Regions from separate parts of the Sus scrofa genome. Here regions 2 and 3 are each linked to region 1. The links are chromatin contacts, called in public HiChIP or PLAC-seq maps. All regions are on one chromosome and are shown on one strand. The core of a region is the stretch at or near the end of the contact, and the rest is flanking DNA. Distances in the headings are between cores, read along the strand shown. Region 1 overlaps SIPA1L1 (signal-induced proliferation-associated 1-like protein 1). Region 2 overlaps SIPA1L1 (signal-induced proliferation-associated 1-like protein 1). Region 3 overlaps SIPA1L1 (signal-induced proliferation-associated 1-like protein 1).

What was found. HiChIP or PLAC-seq counts read pairs in DNA pulled down with a chosen protein or histone mark.
Region 2: a contact with region 1 is called in an H3K27ac HiChIP or PLAC-seq map of alveolar macrophages. The contact joins two enhancer-like sites. A contact is called at or near these places in 1 of 47 Hi-C or Micro-C datasets (embryonic fibroblasts) and 1 of 2 datasets of contacts at active chromatin or transcription factors (alveolar macrophages).
Region 3: an H3K27ac HiChIP or PLAC-seq map of alveolar macrophages shows a contact between it and region 1. The contact joins two enhancer-like sites.

What each region holds. Positions count from the first base shown.
Region 1 is chr7:95,059,205-95,063,942 of Sscrofa11.1, forward strand. All of the region lies in intron 9 of SIPA1L1 (signal-induced proliferation-associated 1-like protein 1), which reads left to right. Among named protein-coding and RNA genes, the nearest start is that of SIPA1L1, 270 kb to the left of the region's middle. Within about 2 kb of position 2,472, at least 7 of the 83 cell types and tissues checked have an H3K27ac peak or open chromatin away from gene starts, as enhancers often do. A contact at or near this core is called in alveolar macrophages, where this site is marked.
Region 2 is chr7:94,887,683-94,892,420 of Sscrofa11.1, forward strand. All of the region lies in intron 4 of SIPA1L1 (signal-induced proliferation-associated 1-like protein 1), which reads left to right. Among named protein-coding and RNA genes, the nearest start is that of SIPA1L1, 100 kb to the left of the region's middle. Within about 2 kb of position 2,424, at least 2 of the 83 cell types and tissues checked have an H3K27ac peak or open chromatin away from gene starts, as enhancers often do. A contact at or near this core is called in alveolar macrophages, where this site is marked.
Region 3 is chr7:94,916,611-94,921,348 of Sscrofa11.1, forward strand. All of the region lies in intron 4 of SIPA1L1 (signal-induced proliferation-associated 1-like protein 1), which reads left to right. Among named protein-coding and RNA genes, the nearest start is that of SIPA1L1, 130 kb to the left of the region's middle. Within about 2 kb of position 2,896, at least 10 of the 83 cell types and tissues checked have an H3K27ac peak or open chromatin away from gene starts, as enhancers often do. A contact at or near this core is called in alveolar macrophages, where this site is marked.

The DNA.
Region 1 (4,738 bases), core at 1,222-3,721:
GAAGACATTTGCCTGTGGTAGGCCTGCAGTTTGTAGTGATGGGGCTCCCTGTAGCCAAACCTGCATGGGGGTTCTTTGGTTCCCAGTCCAGAAAGACAGAGGAACTGATCGCAGATAGTTCAGTCTTCCTGATCTTAAATTGCTGGTTGTGCTTTAAATTCAGTTTTAAAATAAAAGGCTGAAGTAGTTTCCTTCCCACAGAACTTCCCTAGCCAATATCTTATGGTCCCCAAAAATCACAGTATGTCCATTGAGGGATCCTATTTGAACCCTGTTCCTTTCTCTCACCTCTCTTCTTCCCTGCAGTTATAACTTTTACTGGTTTCCTCCGTTTCTGTGTTTCTTTCTACACATTTACCAAATAGGCATATATACTCTTATTTTCCTTTTTCTGATACAAAATACAGCATGCTGTTGACATGTGCTTTTTCACTTAGTAATATATTTTAGACATCTTTCTATGCCAGCACACGGAAAGCTTTCCCTTTGTTTTTACTGCTGCATAATATTCTGTGGTGTTGCTGTACCATAGTTCACTTCATCAGTTTCTCCATTAAGGGATATTTAGATAGATTCCAGTCTTTTCCTGTTACAATGTTGCAGTGAAGAGCCTTTTCCTATGTAATTGAAATTCATCTTAATATCAAATCAATACAAGTACATGAATCATCCATCTAGTACCCAATATGAAGCTTTCTAGATTTGTGAGAACTTGTGCACAATATATTATTAGATAAAATCCGTGTATGTGTATTCCCTTTACATTATGCCAAAGATAAAAATAGACTATGTCTCTGCACATGTGTGTAATTCTGACAGCAGCTCTGTCAGATTTTTAAAGTAATTTTCCTACCCAGTATCCATAACGCAGTTTGATTTTTGTTAGTAATTTCCAATAAGGATACATTTTCTAACTAGCACGCTTTTTTCTCCCAACACTGAATTTTTCCGGACTCTTGTCATTCTTTTTGGAGGATAGCATGGTGATACATCTTTAGGAAGTAGTTGAAAGAGTTGCCCTGTTTTGAAGAACAAGCCAAAGTAAATGCTATCAGTGTGACTCACGACAATTTGAAGAAGTAACCAAGGTCTTCATGTGCAGTCATGGCAGGTAGTTTGTCTCGAACCAGCCCCCCCCACTGAGAATAACCAGGAACCCTGCACAGAATGTTCTTTTAAAATTAAATTTGGACTTTTGCTCCTGGAAGTATAAAGTAGATGTATTTTTCCCTATTCTTCCAGCTAAGTACAGCTTAAAAAAAAAACCCACCTGGTCTGCTGTGTTATAAAGCAAACATGAATCTGAAGGTAAAAAGAAAGGGGTGGATGACTTTGGGCTGAGGAATGAGATAGCCACTCATGATGAAAACTGGAATAGAGAGGAACTTCCTCAACTTGATTAAAAAAAAAAAAAATAGGAGTTCCCTTTGTGGCTCAGCAGAAATGAACCCAACTAGTATCCGTGAGGACGCAGGTTCAGTCCCTGGCCTCACCCAGCAGGTTAATGATCCAGTGTTGCTGTGAGCTGCAGTGTAGATCACAGACGAGGCTTGGATGTGGCATTGCTGTGGCTGTGACGCAGGCCGGCAGCTGTAGCTCCAATTCAATCCCTAGACTGGGAGCTTCCCTATGCCGCACCTGTGGCTCTAAAAAGCAAAAGCAAAAAAAAAACTAGGCAGAGCAATGAGACAGTGGGTTTTATAAGCATCAGGCAACAAAGGACAGTGATCTCTGAGAGGTAGAAAGTAAGTGAACAGTAAGATCACACCAACTTTCTGCCCAAAGAGAGTTTCCAGGCTGTGGTGCCGGTAGAAGCCCCCCTGCCAGTTGAAGCCCAGGGGTCTCCCTGAGTGGAGACTGAGAAGTGGGTCCAGGGAGGTAAAGGGTTTCCAGGACAGATAGGTACATGTGTTTGAGGAAACTCTTTGAGGCCAGGCTAAGAACCACCCTAAGTTTGAGGAGGGCAAATCCTTAGACCTCTACCTGCCCGAGAACAGCTTCTGCTTCCACCAGGCGGTCTGGAAAACCTGAGGTCACATGGCATCGGGTAAAGGCTCAGAGTGACTTCGCCTCACGAATAGGGTAAAATTATCCTCAAATTAAACATGCTTCTGCTAAGAGCTGTCAGAGTTTAAAAGCAAGAACTGAAAGAATCCAAGTATTTCGAGAAACCTCTATCCCAGAACAGAGCTCAAGCACCCCTCAAGGGTGCATGGCCCACACTTTTGAGAACTGCAGGACCGTGAAATACCTCGTGGTGACTGTTTCTCAATCCCTGGATTACAGCAGACAGTGTGAATGGTTTCATAAGAACGGAAGACCTGGGTTCTCATGGCTGGTGCCGCCCCCAACAGCCTTTGGCTGTGACGAGGGGGATGAAGAGGAAAACGCAGAACGTCTTAAGAGGTCTCTGAGAACTTGGTTTTTCGAACCGGTTTCTGCTGGTGGAGGGCTCTGACTTTATCATCCAGCTTAACAGGAACTCAGGGCTGCGTAAATCTGATCGTAGTTCCTCTTTCTTTGAGTGTCCATACACTTCCATCGGGGAGTTTCTGTTGTGGCTCAGCGGTAACAAACCCGACTAGCATGCGTGAGGATGTGTGTTGGATTCCTGGTCTTTCCGGTGGGTTGGGGATCCAGTGTTGCCTTGAGCTGTGGTGTAGGTCACAGACGCAGCTCAGATCCTGCGTGGCTGTGGCATAGGCCAGCAGCTGCAGCTCCAATTCAGCCTCCAGCCTGGGAATGTCTATGTGCCTCCAGTGAGGCCCTAAAGAGCCAAAAAAAAAAAAAAAAACCCCACACTTCCATCCGTGTTCTTATGAAGAGTTGATGTGTAAGCAAGGTATTTGTATAGCATGACTATGATCATCCAAAAGCAAAATCCTAAACTGTGGATAAACCCTTCCTGTTTCCACGATGGCTTCTGGCATCATCATAATACTTCGTTACATGAAAGTATTATATATTCATATACACAAACCCATATAGATGTGTTTGTGTGTATCTCCAAAAAAAAAAAAAAACAAAAAAAAACAAAATACTGTTTTATGTAACCTGATAGCAATTTAAAAAAACCCCAAACCATAGCTCTAATTCCATTTATATTTGTTCTTTCTCTTGCAGAGTGTCTTAGTACATTTATATAATTTCTCCTTAACAACTTCTCATACTCCGGGCAGGGAACATGTTGCTAACTAAGGATTCTAGGAGCTTTTGAGTTCAGAGGATGCCCCCTACCTTGATTTCATTGCAGCAGAAAACAAGGATACAAGTCATCGTGTCACTTTGAGGATAGAGCATTGACATTTGGCAGAGTTTCAAACCAGAGGAAATGGGACATGCTAACAAGTTCCCTAATCCTCTTAAAGGAGCCTTGCCTTCACCACCAGCAAATAGCAACCTGTTCCCCGGTCTACAGGTGGAGTTCACTGGAATATAAGAAACCCGTCAAAAGAAGGCGGCAGCACACTATCTCATTGTCTTTGCATTCTGCTTCTCCAGTGGTGTGGAGAAGATTCCTTATCTTCACTCCAAAGTGAACTCTTTTTTAAAATAGAAGCGAATTCTTTTGAATGTTGCCCAGTGAAATCTTAGGCCCTAATCTAAGAAATTTAAAAAGCCAACTATAAACCCATTGTCACAGTGATGCTTTCCATTGAACAGGGTGACTTTTGTTTTACCTTGTTGCATGAGAAGGCTAATCTGAGAGGCACAAAGCCAAACAGCAGGTAACTCCAAACCCCTTCCTTTTTCCGGATTGTATCCCTTCTTTGATAGCTCTCTGTACAGGCAGAGAGTAAAAATCTGGCTGTATTAAGGACTTCTTTTGTAATCGAAGTAGAGCCTAGCACTGCTTTTTTATTTGTTAGGACCTAATAGAGTACTTGGCTTACTTCTAAAGCCAAAATGAAATCTCTACTTGTGAGAGTCCCCTCTAAGCATTAGGCACATTCAGACCTTTGAAGGAGGCCAGCTGCCAGTGGTATGTAGTAGGTTTTACTCTTTGTTTTTTTGTTTGTTTTTGTTTTTACTGCGTGTGGTATACAAAAAAGTGAACTAAATCCTAAATGTGTTTCTGTTAGTAACTAAAATGAAGTAGCAGTAATTCAGGATCATATACTATTTTTAAAAGATTGCAACATCTGTAAATCTAGTTATTTTTAAGTTTCAGACTTGGAACTTTGCCTTCCACTCACTGGAGTGGGCAGAGTAAGTTAAAGTCAGTTCTACACCATTGCAGAATTCCTAGGAAGCTGTCGTGTCTGTGGGTCACATAAAAGCTGCTGAGCCTTCCTCGTCAGCTAGTAACATGCAGGGCAGGGCGGTGGGGGCGGGGGCAGGCAGGAGTTCCCCAATGACATTTGCTGTGTTACCACTGTTCTGAACCATTTGGTTCAGAAAGTTGAAAAGAGCTGTTCAGGTTCACAGTCCCTTGTGTAAAACAATAGGAACTAAATGTTTCAGAATTTAGAAATGTCCAGATTTAGAAGGGTAATCAAATGCATGCACCTTATAGTAATATTCCTAGTGGCACCTGAGGCAGCACCCCACATTCATATTTCCATAGGAAAAACACGAATATTCACAGAAGGAGGAATAAATTAAAAAGTATTAATGTCAGCTCATATCAGGTTTTGCTGCCAAAGGTGTTTGCTTAAATTTGGTTTTTACCTTTCAACTGTAGAATTGCGAATCAAGGGCTGTGGATGTATGATGCAGGGACAGAAATAGAGCAAAA
Region 2 (4,738 bases), core at 1,174-3,673, 170 kb before region 1:
TATCTGTAGAAGTGTTCTCTAAGTCCATGTATTTATCTAGAGAAATGGGAAAGGGCAGGAGCTAAATTTGAGGAACTGACTGGTTTATAAATGTGTAGACCTCTATTAACTTCTAATTTTTTTTTTAAGGGCCACACCCTTGGCATATGGAAGTTCCCGAGCTAGGGATGGAATCAGAGCTGTAGCTGCCGGCCTACACCACAGCCACAGCAACTTGGGACCTGTGCTGCATCTGTGACGCTACACCACAGCTCCCGGCAATGCTGGGATCCTTAACCTCCTGAGCTAGGCCAGGGATCAAACCTTCGTCCTCATGGGTACTAGTTGGATGCGTTACTGCCGAGCCACCTTGGGAATTCCAGCTTCCAATGTTTTTTTAAAGCTAGTTTTATTTATTGGATTCTATTTTGCTACCAAATGTGAGTTTACTTATACATGTGGAATTCTGCAGTTAAATAATTCCAAGTAAGTTGTGATAATGGCTGTGGAGCTTTTGAATAGAGCTCACACCTCATTTTGGAATCGGTGCATTGGAGGCACAGCTGGCGTGAGGCTGTCTTCAGTGCTGCTGAGGACTGGAAGACCCTTTCCGTTAACTGCTCACCTTTGTTCTCACGGCGCAGGAATGTGTTGTATATTCAGGGTAACACCTGCCTCATTATGGACACCGCGGGCCGAGGGAATACACAGTGAGTGACCGCCATGACCCCCCCCCCCCCCCCCCCCCCCGCCCAGGAAGAGGCCCCATTGTCGTTTGGTTTCCCTTAAAGGACTTCTTTCAGAGCACTCTTCAAAGTAGAGGATGGTCTGAGCCCTTGTCCTTTCCTCTCTCTGGCATGACAGGGAAGACAGATGCAGTTCCTTCTTCCCTTGGTCTCTTAAGAAAAGATAGAACCATTAATTTATCAGTTGATAATGTTCAAGAGCTGAGATTTTTGACGTCTCCTTCACACTATGCCTCTTCTTCCTCCACGGGACATGTGCACATTCTTTGGAATTTCTAAAACACTCTCACAGAGGGTCTCATCGGGATTCTGAGCCTCACTCTTTCCATCTAACAGATGGGGCTCCCAAGCCATGCACCTGGCAGGGTTGCAGTGCCTCCCAGGAAGCCACACAGCCCACGCTTCTCCTGTGACAGATGAGCACACTGAGGCTCGGTGTGCACAGTGACCTGTACTCTCCCACCGCTTTGTCCTGATGACTAAAATACCATCTCGCCACACAACACGTCACATTGTGACGCTGCTTCTTGAGACACCACAGTGGCAGCTTCTACACACATCTTTCTCTTTGCTGGCGTTTTCCTTTCTCCTTGCCACCTGTCAGGCACCTTTGAAATGTGTTCAAGTTCCTTTCCTCAGGGAGGCTTTTCTGGCTAATCAGACAAATGGATATTATTTCATATCCTTACTCAAATGAGTCTTTCTCTGTGAATATTTGAACTGATTTGTATAGTTCTTAGAAAACCCTTCTCTCTCCCTATATCATTTAGAAAGCACCTCTGCAATAAAATGCTGGTTGTTTAGGGGAAAGGAGCTTCTTCTTTTTTTTTTGTCTTTTTACCATTTCTTGGGCCACTCCTGCGGCATATGGAGGTTCCTAGGCTAGGGGTCGAGTCGGAGCCATAGCCACCAGCCTACACCAGAGCCACAGCAATGCGGGATCCGAACCACTTCTGCTACCCACACCACAGCTCACGGCAACGCCGGATCCTTAACCCACTGAGCAAGGCCAGGGATCGATCCTGCAACCTCATAGTTCCTAGTCAGATTCGTTAACCACTGAGCCACGACGGGAACTCCGAAAGGAGCTTCTTTAGAAAAAAACCATATTTGTGAGCAACACAGTGTTATTTCTGTGTTTTGAGAGGGAAAATTTCCCCTGAAAGAGATGAGCTCTCAATATGCACTGTAATTTTAGTGTGTTTGCTGCTACTCAACAGATCTCTGTTCTGCTTTTTTACACAATCACTTTTCAACCCAGCAGGTTAGAACTTAAAGGACTGTGTTAAAAAATGAGAACGACCTGCCCTGATCATTCATGTACCTTTGCATATGGACAAGTTGCCTGTGACTCTCCCCCAGTGTTCTCATCTTTTTTCTGTGCTATGAAAAGTGGTAAACAAAATAAAAAATCAAGTCACAGTGTGCACTCGTCAAGATAGCTTGCAGCAGAAGTTATATGTGGACTTACCAGTCCATAAAAGATCACATGAAAGCCAAGTTTGAAGCTTTTATAATCCCAAACATGAATGAATGCACGATTCAGTGACTGTTTCACTGTACAACGTACACATATTAATTTCATTTCAGCATGCGGTTGCATAAATCCTCTCTTCTCAGTCATGTGAGAACTGCTCAGATGTGGCACTAGTTTGTAATCAAATATCCTTTTGTTGTTGTGTTAGGCCTCTCTGGAAACAGGGAGGAAGTAAGTGATAGGGGAAGCTCCTTCCCGCTGTGCACACAGGGACATGCGTGAGCTGTTGTGTATGTTGTATGGAAAAACTGTGGGGTCTTGGTTTATATTTGGGGTGTGAAGGAAAAGAGGTCTCATAGACTTTGAGACCTGGAAGGAATCTGCACGGTTGTCTATTCATTTTATGGATGAAAAATGGGTGTCCACAGAGATAATGTGTTGATCCCAGGTTAAACTGCTCTCTGGTGCTGCTGCTCAGGCTGTTTGTGGAGATGGGAGGCCACTATTATTGCTTTTGAGACAAACTCGGTAGTATTTCTTTTCTTTTTTGTTTTTTTGGTCTTTTTTGTTTGTTTGTTTGTTTTTTTCGGGCTACACCTGCGGCATATGGAGGTTCCCAGGCTAGGAGTCGAATCCGAGCTGTAGCCGCCGGCCTACGCCACAGCCACAGCAACACAGGATCCGACTCTCCTCTGCGACCTACACCACACTCAAGGCAATGATGGATCCTTAACCCACTGAGGGAGGCCAGGGATCGAACCCGTGTCCTCATGTTTGCTAGTCAGGTTCACTAACCACTGAGCCACGACAGGAACTCTTGGTAGTATTTTTTTACGCATTCAAGGACCTCAGAGTTTTTTCTAAGTCTTTTATATTTTGAATATTTAGAAAACTAAGTTTTGATGGTGGTGAAGGCTAGAATTTTTTTCCTTTGGGCATTCTTCCGGCTGCTGCCCCCAAGGTTTTTCCTGAGAAGATATCATAGAAAAGCAAAACTTGGTCTAAATTGGAGTTTTAGCATTTTTATCTATTTCTAAATAGTGTTTCTTTGAAAATCATTTTAGTGGCATTTGTGGAAAACGTTTTTTGAAAATCCAAGGCGTTTTCACAGTTTCCCCTTTTCAAGTGTTGACTCTAAGGTAATTATGCCGAATTTCATTTTACTAATCCTTATTCTCCCTGCAGCTCTAGCAGAGAGCAAGATGTTGAGAAAGAGAGACAGCGAGTTATTTAAAATACTTCCATGGTCTCCCCCAGAACCTCAGTGAGAAGTGCTTCACCCGTCTTTCCCTCTTGCTTGTCTCTTCTGTGTCATTGTGAACCAGGCTCAGAGGAAACCCCTAGAAGGGTTGTTTGGACACTTGAAATATAAAATTTCTTACTAATCAAAAATTGAATCACTGGGCCAGAACGTAATAATTTCAGCTCTCATTTTTGAACTCGTGCCATGTGGCAGATACTCTCCAGAGGCCATGCCAACTCCTCTGTGTTCTCAGAGAATCTGGAGAGAGACCTGATATCTAGCAACTGAGGCAGGTGTGCGTTTCGGTGCAGGAACGGGAGTGGTGAACGTGTGGAAGCAGTACGCGGACCTGGGTGTTTCTCTTAGCAGAATGTAGAAGGATGTGAACGCCATGAATGATGGAAGTACAGTCACAGAGGAATTGTGTTTTTAAAATTCAGTTTTATGTTTTAAAGAGCTGATACATACCCGTAGAGTAAAATCCAAAAGGTTACACAGTGAAACTAAACTGTATAGATTTTATTCGGATTCCACCAGCTTTTCTGCTGATGCCCTTTTTCTCTTTCAGGATTCAATCCAGAAATGTCATATTGCATTTAGTATGTATGCTTTTTAAAATTTATTTTTACACAAGTTGTAGCATACCATACTATGCCTTCATTCTGTTTCCTTCTAGTTTAGGGTTGTACTTTATTATCCAGTCTCTTAATAATGGACTTTAAGTTGTTTGTGATCTTTTGTTATTGTTAACAATGCTGCTGTGGTTGTCCTTGAACTTTTAAGTGTGTTGGTTTATGTGAGGAGTTTCTGGGTTAAAAAATGTGTGTCTTTAAACTGTTGCAGGGAGTTCCTGTCATGGCTCAGGGGAAGCGAATCTGACTAGCATCCATGAGGACGCAGGTTCGATCCCTGGCCTTGCTCAGTGTGTTAAGGATCCCCCATTGCCGTGATCTGTGGTGTAGGTTGCAGATGTGTCCCAGATCCCGCATTGCTGTGGCTTTGGCGTGGGCCGGCAGCTACAGTTCCAATTTGACCCCTGCCCTGGGAACCTCCATAATGCCTCGGGTGCAGCCCTAAAAAGTCAAAAAATCAAACCAAACCAAAACAAAAAACTGGTGCAGCCAGTGTGGAAAACAACATGGAGGTTCCTCAAAAAATTGAAAACAGAACTGCTGTTTGATTCCATCAGTTCCACTTATGAGTATCTATCTGAAGGAAACAAAACCAGTAATTCTAGAAGATATATATGCACTCCTATGCTCATTGCAGCATTATTTGCAATTGCCAAGATAT
Region 3 (4,738 bases), core at 1,646-4,145, 140 kb before region 1:
ATCCTTAACTGAGCGAGGCTAGGGATCAAACCACATCCTTAAGAAGACTGGTCAGGTTCTTAACTCACTGAGCCACAGTGGGAACTCCAGGGTCAGCATTGATTATGATCAGTGGGGGATTCTTCAAGTCAACATTGTGTGTAGATATTTAGAAATATACCATCAGATGCTGCCTTGTCCAAGTGGGTGTTGACTCTTATTTATAGTTAATGAACTCTTGTTTCTGTAGGGTATCAGGTTATTTGAATCAAGTAATCTTTGCTTAGCCTTTTATACATTAATATGTTTAAAAAGAAATCTAAGGGGAAGCATTAATCATTCACTATTTGTTTGATCAGATGATGGCACTGACATTCTTATTGTGTAGTCATAAAATAGCTAATTTTGTCATATTTGATGCCAAGAGCAGATGCACTTCCTAGAATAAACAGCGTGCAAAGCCCAAATCTAAATGCATTATTTAGAAGCATATTAAAAATCTTTGTATTTTTTGTGATTTAAAAAAGTAATTGTGATTTGCATTGTGTCAAATTTTCAAAAAAAATGTGATTACTGCTGCAGCTGAAAAACTGAAGAAGCAAAAGATGACCCATATATTTTCAAGTATAGTATGTTATTTTGAGAGACTGTTACGCATGAGGGTTCAGTGCACCAACTCTGGAACCAGACCACCCGGCTTTGGATCTTGTCTCTACCACTTACCAGCTTTGTGATGTTGGGCAAGTTACTTAACCTCTCTGTGCTTCCGTTTTCTCTTTTGTGAAGTGGTGATAATAGTGATAATAGCATGCACCTCCTAGGACTGTTAGGAGGAAGATATAAATTAATATAAAGTGCCCAGAACAGTGCCTGACATAAAGTTAGGACACATAAGTAGGATGTTAAAGGTTGAAACAGGTAAAATGTGTGTGTTAAGGTGCTTCTCCTTTAATCAATTCTAATTCTTTTAAAATAGTATTAAAAGATGATTTTTCTGATCAGTCAGTTGTATCTGTAGGGTGACTTTCATGACAAGTATTATTCTAGATTCTGCAGGGCATACAAAAGAAATAAAGGCATGATGCCACTCCAAAAGCTTGTAGTCTTTTTAAGTAGGTACCCAGATACAGCTATATACCAATGAAGGTGTACTTGACACTGCATAAGTAAAAAGGTGTGAGTCCTTTTGCAATGAAAACAGAGGAAAAAGTGTAAAAGATGAGTTTGGATCTTGGAGGATAGAAACTACGACATCCATCCTGAAAAGTCTCAGCCTTGTATCTCGGAGAACCACACATCTTTATGAAGGGGAGCCTGCTATGTTCATTGTTCTCTTGCACAGCCAGCTGTGCATTTTAGTTGAGGCCCCTGTTTATGTTTAAACATTTCCCTTGTTTCCACAGTAAAGACCAGGTACTACAGCCTAAGCGTCCTGACTCTCCAGGTCTTTTCCTGTTTTCAGGCTATTGTGGATTGCTCCAGAATGCCCATCTTTCTCACCCCAGCCTCTCCAGGACCTTACCCCACCCATCATGTATCAGCTCCAAGATACCTGTAACTACCTGAACTGATTACCAGCTTCCCGGCTTCAGCCTTAGTGCTTAGTTATATTCTGGTGGGCACTGAATCCAGGCAAAAGCTCTTCACAGACTCTGACGTCACCTACAGGTGGTTACTTCTATCTTTTTCCTGCATCGTTTTTTGACCTGTGCTATATTGTTTATCCTGTCCTCCCTCGGAACACACCCCTCGACATTATTGAGAGCTCCCAGAAATGAAAAGTTTGATGTGAATCCCTCCTAGCCTGCAAAACAAATAAGCAACTAACAAAAACAGTAAACAACCACAAATCAAGGCAGTAGGGAGCTGTAATGAGTGAGTGAGTTAATGGCAGGGTGCTTTGCCAGGGGCGGATAACATGGGCGCTGGTCAGCTCTCACAGGAGGCCGGGCAGTTAGTGCAGACAAAAGAGCAAGGACTTCCGATTCGAAAGACTTGAGTGCAGGTGTGGACTTTACACTGGTCGCCTGAGTACCTTTGATCATCCACTTTCTCATGGGGAAAATGAGGAAACTGATATTGCTCTATAATTTTATGGTGTGGTGTTTATGAGGGGTAGATGAAGAGGTGTTTGTGGAAAGGTGTTTTCTTAATTTTAAAGTACTCACTAATTGTGGTTTCTGACATTTGTTTTTATCGGATCATGCAGTGGACACATTTGTGCGTCATTGCCCAGCCCTGGCCAGGGGGGTGATATGGTCAGGGGAGTGGGCACAGGAGCTAAGGGGGGAACCTGCTGACCTTGACAGCTTCAGGGTCTGGTGGCAGCAGCAGGGTGCCTGGCAGCCCCCTTACAGTGTGTCCCTCGAGCTTTTTTTGTTTTGTTTTTTTAGGGCCACACTCACGGCACATGGAGGTTCCCAGAGCTGTAGCCACCAGTCTACACCACAGCCACAGCAACTCGGGATCTGAGCTGTGTCTTCGACCTACACCATAGCTCATGGCAACGCCAGATCCTTAACCCTCTAAGCAAGGCCAGGGATCAAACCCTCATCCTCATGGATGCTAATTGGGTTGTTGCCACTGAGCCAAGATGGGAACTCCCACTGGGAGCTTAATGAACTAATTCCAGGAGCTTTGTAAGCACCAGGGTATTGAGATTGGGGCAGGGAAATGATAAGATCAGTGAGGTGACATTATTTCACTCCTGTGGGAAGTTTACCTTGGGGAGCTTTCTGGTTGGGGTTTTACATTACTGTATTTTATGATGAAACTTTGAACAGTAAATATGAAACCAGATGACAGCTACCAAATTAGAGACACCTAGCTATTCTCTCTTTCTCTCTCTCTCTGTCATGGAAATTTATGGTAGATTCTGATGGGGGAAGGGCTGGTAAAAGGAGGAAGTCAAGTTTGCAGCAAGAGCTTCCTGCAGTGACTTTAGGATTTTGAATCTGGACTTTAATTTCTGTCTGCTAACAGTCACTCTCTGACACTTGATCAGCTTTCGGACTTGTCATGGGCTTTTCAGGCAGCTGTGCAACTGAGGGACATTGCAAGAAGCCTCTTGCTCAATGTGTTCTTGTGCACCTTTTCCTTCTGGATGTGTATCTCTGATTTTAACTCACTTGGGTTCTCTAAACACTTGTAAGAGATGCGTTATGTGTAAAAAAAGGAGGAAGGGACACGGGGGTTTATCATTTTGTACATCCTTCGGTGTTTACATTAGGAGCTGTGTTCTTACGCTCTTGGTTAAATTATGTAAACTTTCTGGGCCTTAAGTTTCACATCTCTAAAATGAGAGTGTTAGCATGGTGGTCTGTCATTGTCAGCCCCCCGGCTGGGAGTACTGTATGTTTGAAAAGGGATTGGAAAATGTTCTCCTGGCCTTATTATACATGCAACACTTTCTAGAGGAATCTGAAAAATTTTAGGAGCTCTTTTTTACTCATCAGTGTTAAGTAGGGATTTACTTTGTATTTGGGATACAAAGCAGGCTGTCTAGATGCTTAGATTTTTAAGGAGTAGATCCAAGGACTAAATTCACAAACTCATGAAGAGAGCTGACAGGAACTACTGTTACATTAGGTGTGGAAACAGGATCCAGTTTTGCAAATGGGAAAACTGGAGAACGGCTGAGCCTTTTGACCCGAGTGGATGGTGGTAGTGTTTACTGGTTTGGTGAATGGAGTTGGATCTAGGGGTGGGGGCGGAATCCATATTCTGCTAAGTTTGATGTGCTGGGGAGACAGGTTATCTAGGATTTCAAATTTGAGGGTCTTCGGGTGTTCCCTTGTGGCTCAGCAGGTTAAGGATCCGGTGTTGTCACTGTAGTGGCTGTGTGGTTTCTGCAGTGGTGTGGGTTCGCTCCTTGGCCTGGGAACGTCACATGATGTGAGAATGGCCAAAAGAAAATTTTTTTTTTTTGCGGGGGGCGGGGGAGCATCTTCGCTACAGACATGGTATTTGAAGCTTTGAGACTAGGTAAGATGAACTGTTGGCTGAATTTAGATAGAAAAGGAAGGAGGGATCAGGACCTCGCCCAGGCTCCAACTTTTGGACTCAGATGGAGGAAGGGAATAGGAGACAGACCTTGGCTGGTCGTCTGTGGCTGTGTTCTCTTTCCCTCTAGGTTCAGGGACTGCCTGTGTCTGTGTGAGTTTGTACCGCATCTGTATGTATACATAAGGGTTAGTAAACACCTCTGGAAACATAATTCTTAGCTCTTGCAAGGTGCAGAGAGATGAGCGCCCTCTATGGCGACCGCCATCCCCCTCCTTCCTTCTCCTGCCAAGGGCCTTGTTGCCCAGGAACCAAGTCTTACAAATGGCAGCCACTCTCTAGATACCAACGTCCTTTGGGGTAGCCTGGTCCTGTTAAATGTTGATTACGAGTCAGTTTTGTTTATAACAAGGACCTGTTTTTGTCTGTGGTACTTGTTATTGTAATTACATAATCAAAATTTTATGTAATCAGATTAAACATGAATGTTATTTTTCTACAAAAATATGCTGAAGGCTTTGGAAAGCCTCCAAAGGCAAGCCTGCAAAATGTGTACTGTTAAGTTAGGTATGGTCCTGGCAACCATAAAGGACTAGAGGAATAATTAAACTTGTAGAAGGATTCTCACCTTGTTTCTTGAGAGCCTTTGAGTGAGTACTCTAATAAAAAAGGGAAATTGGAAGTTGTGGATGATGTTTTTTTGGGTTTGGTTTGGGTAAGACTCACTAGCCGAATAGTCAGTCTGGATCCTGATTGT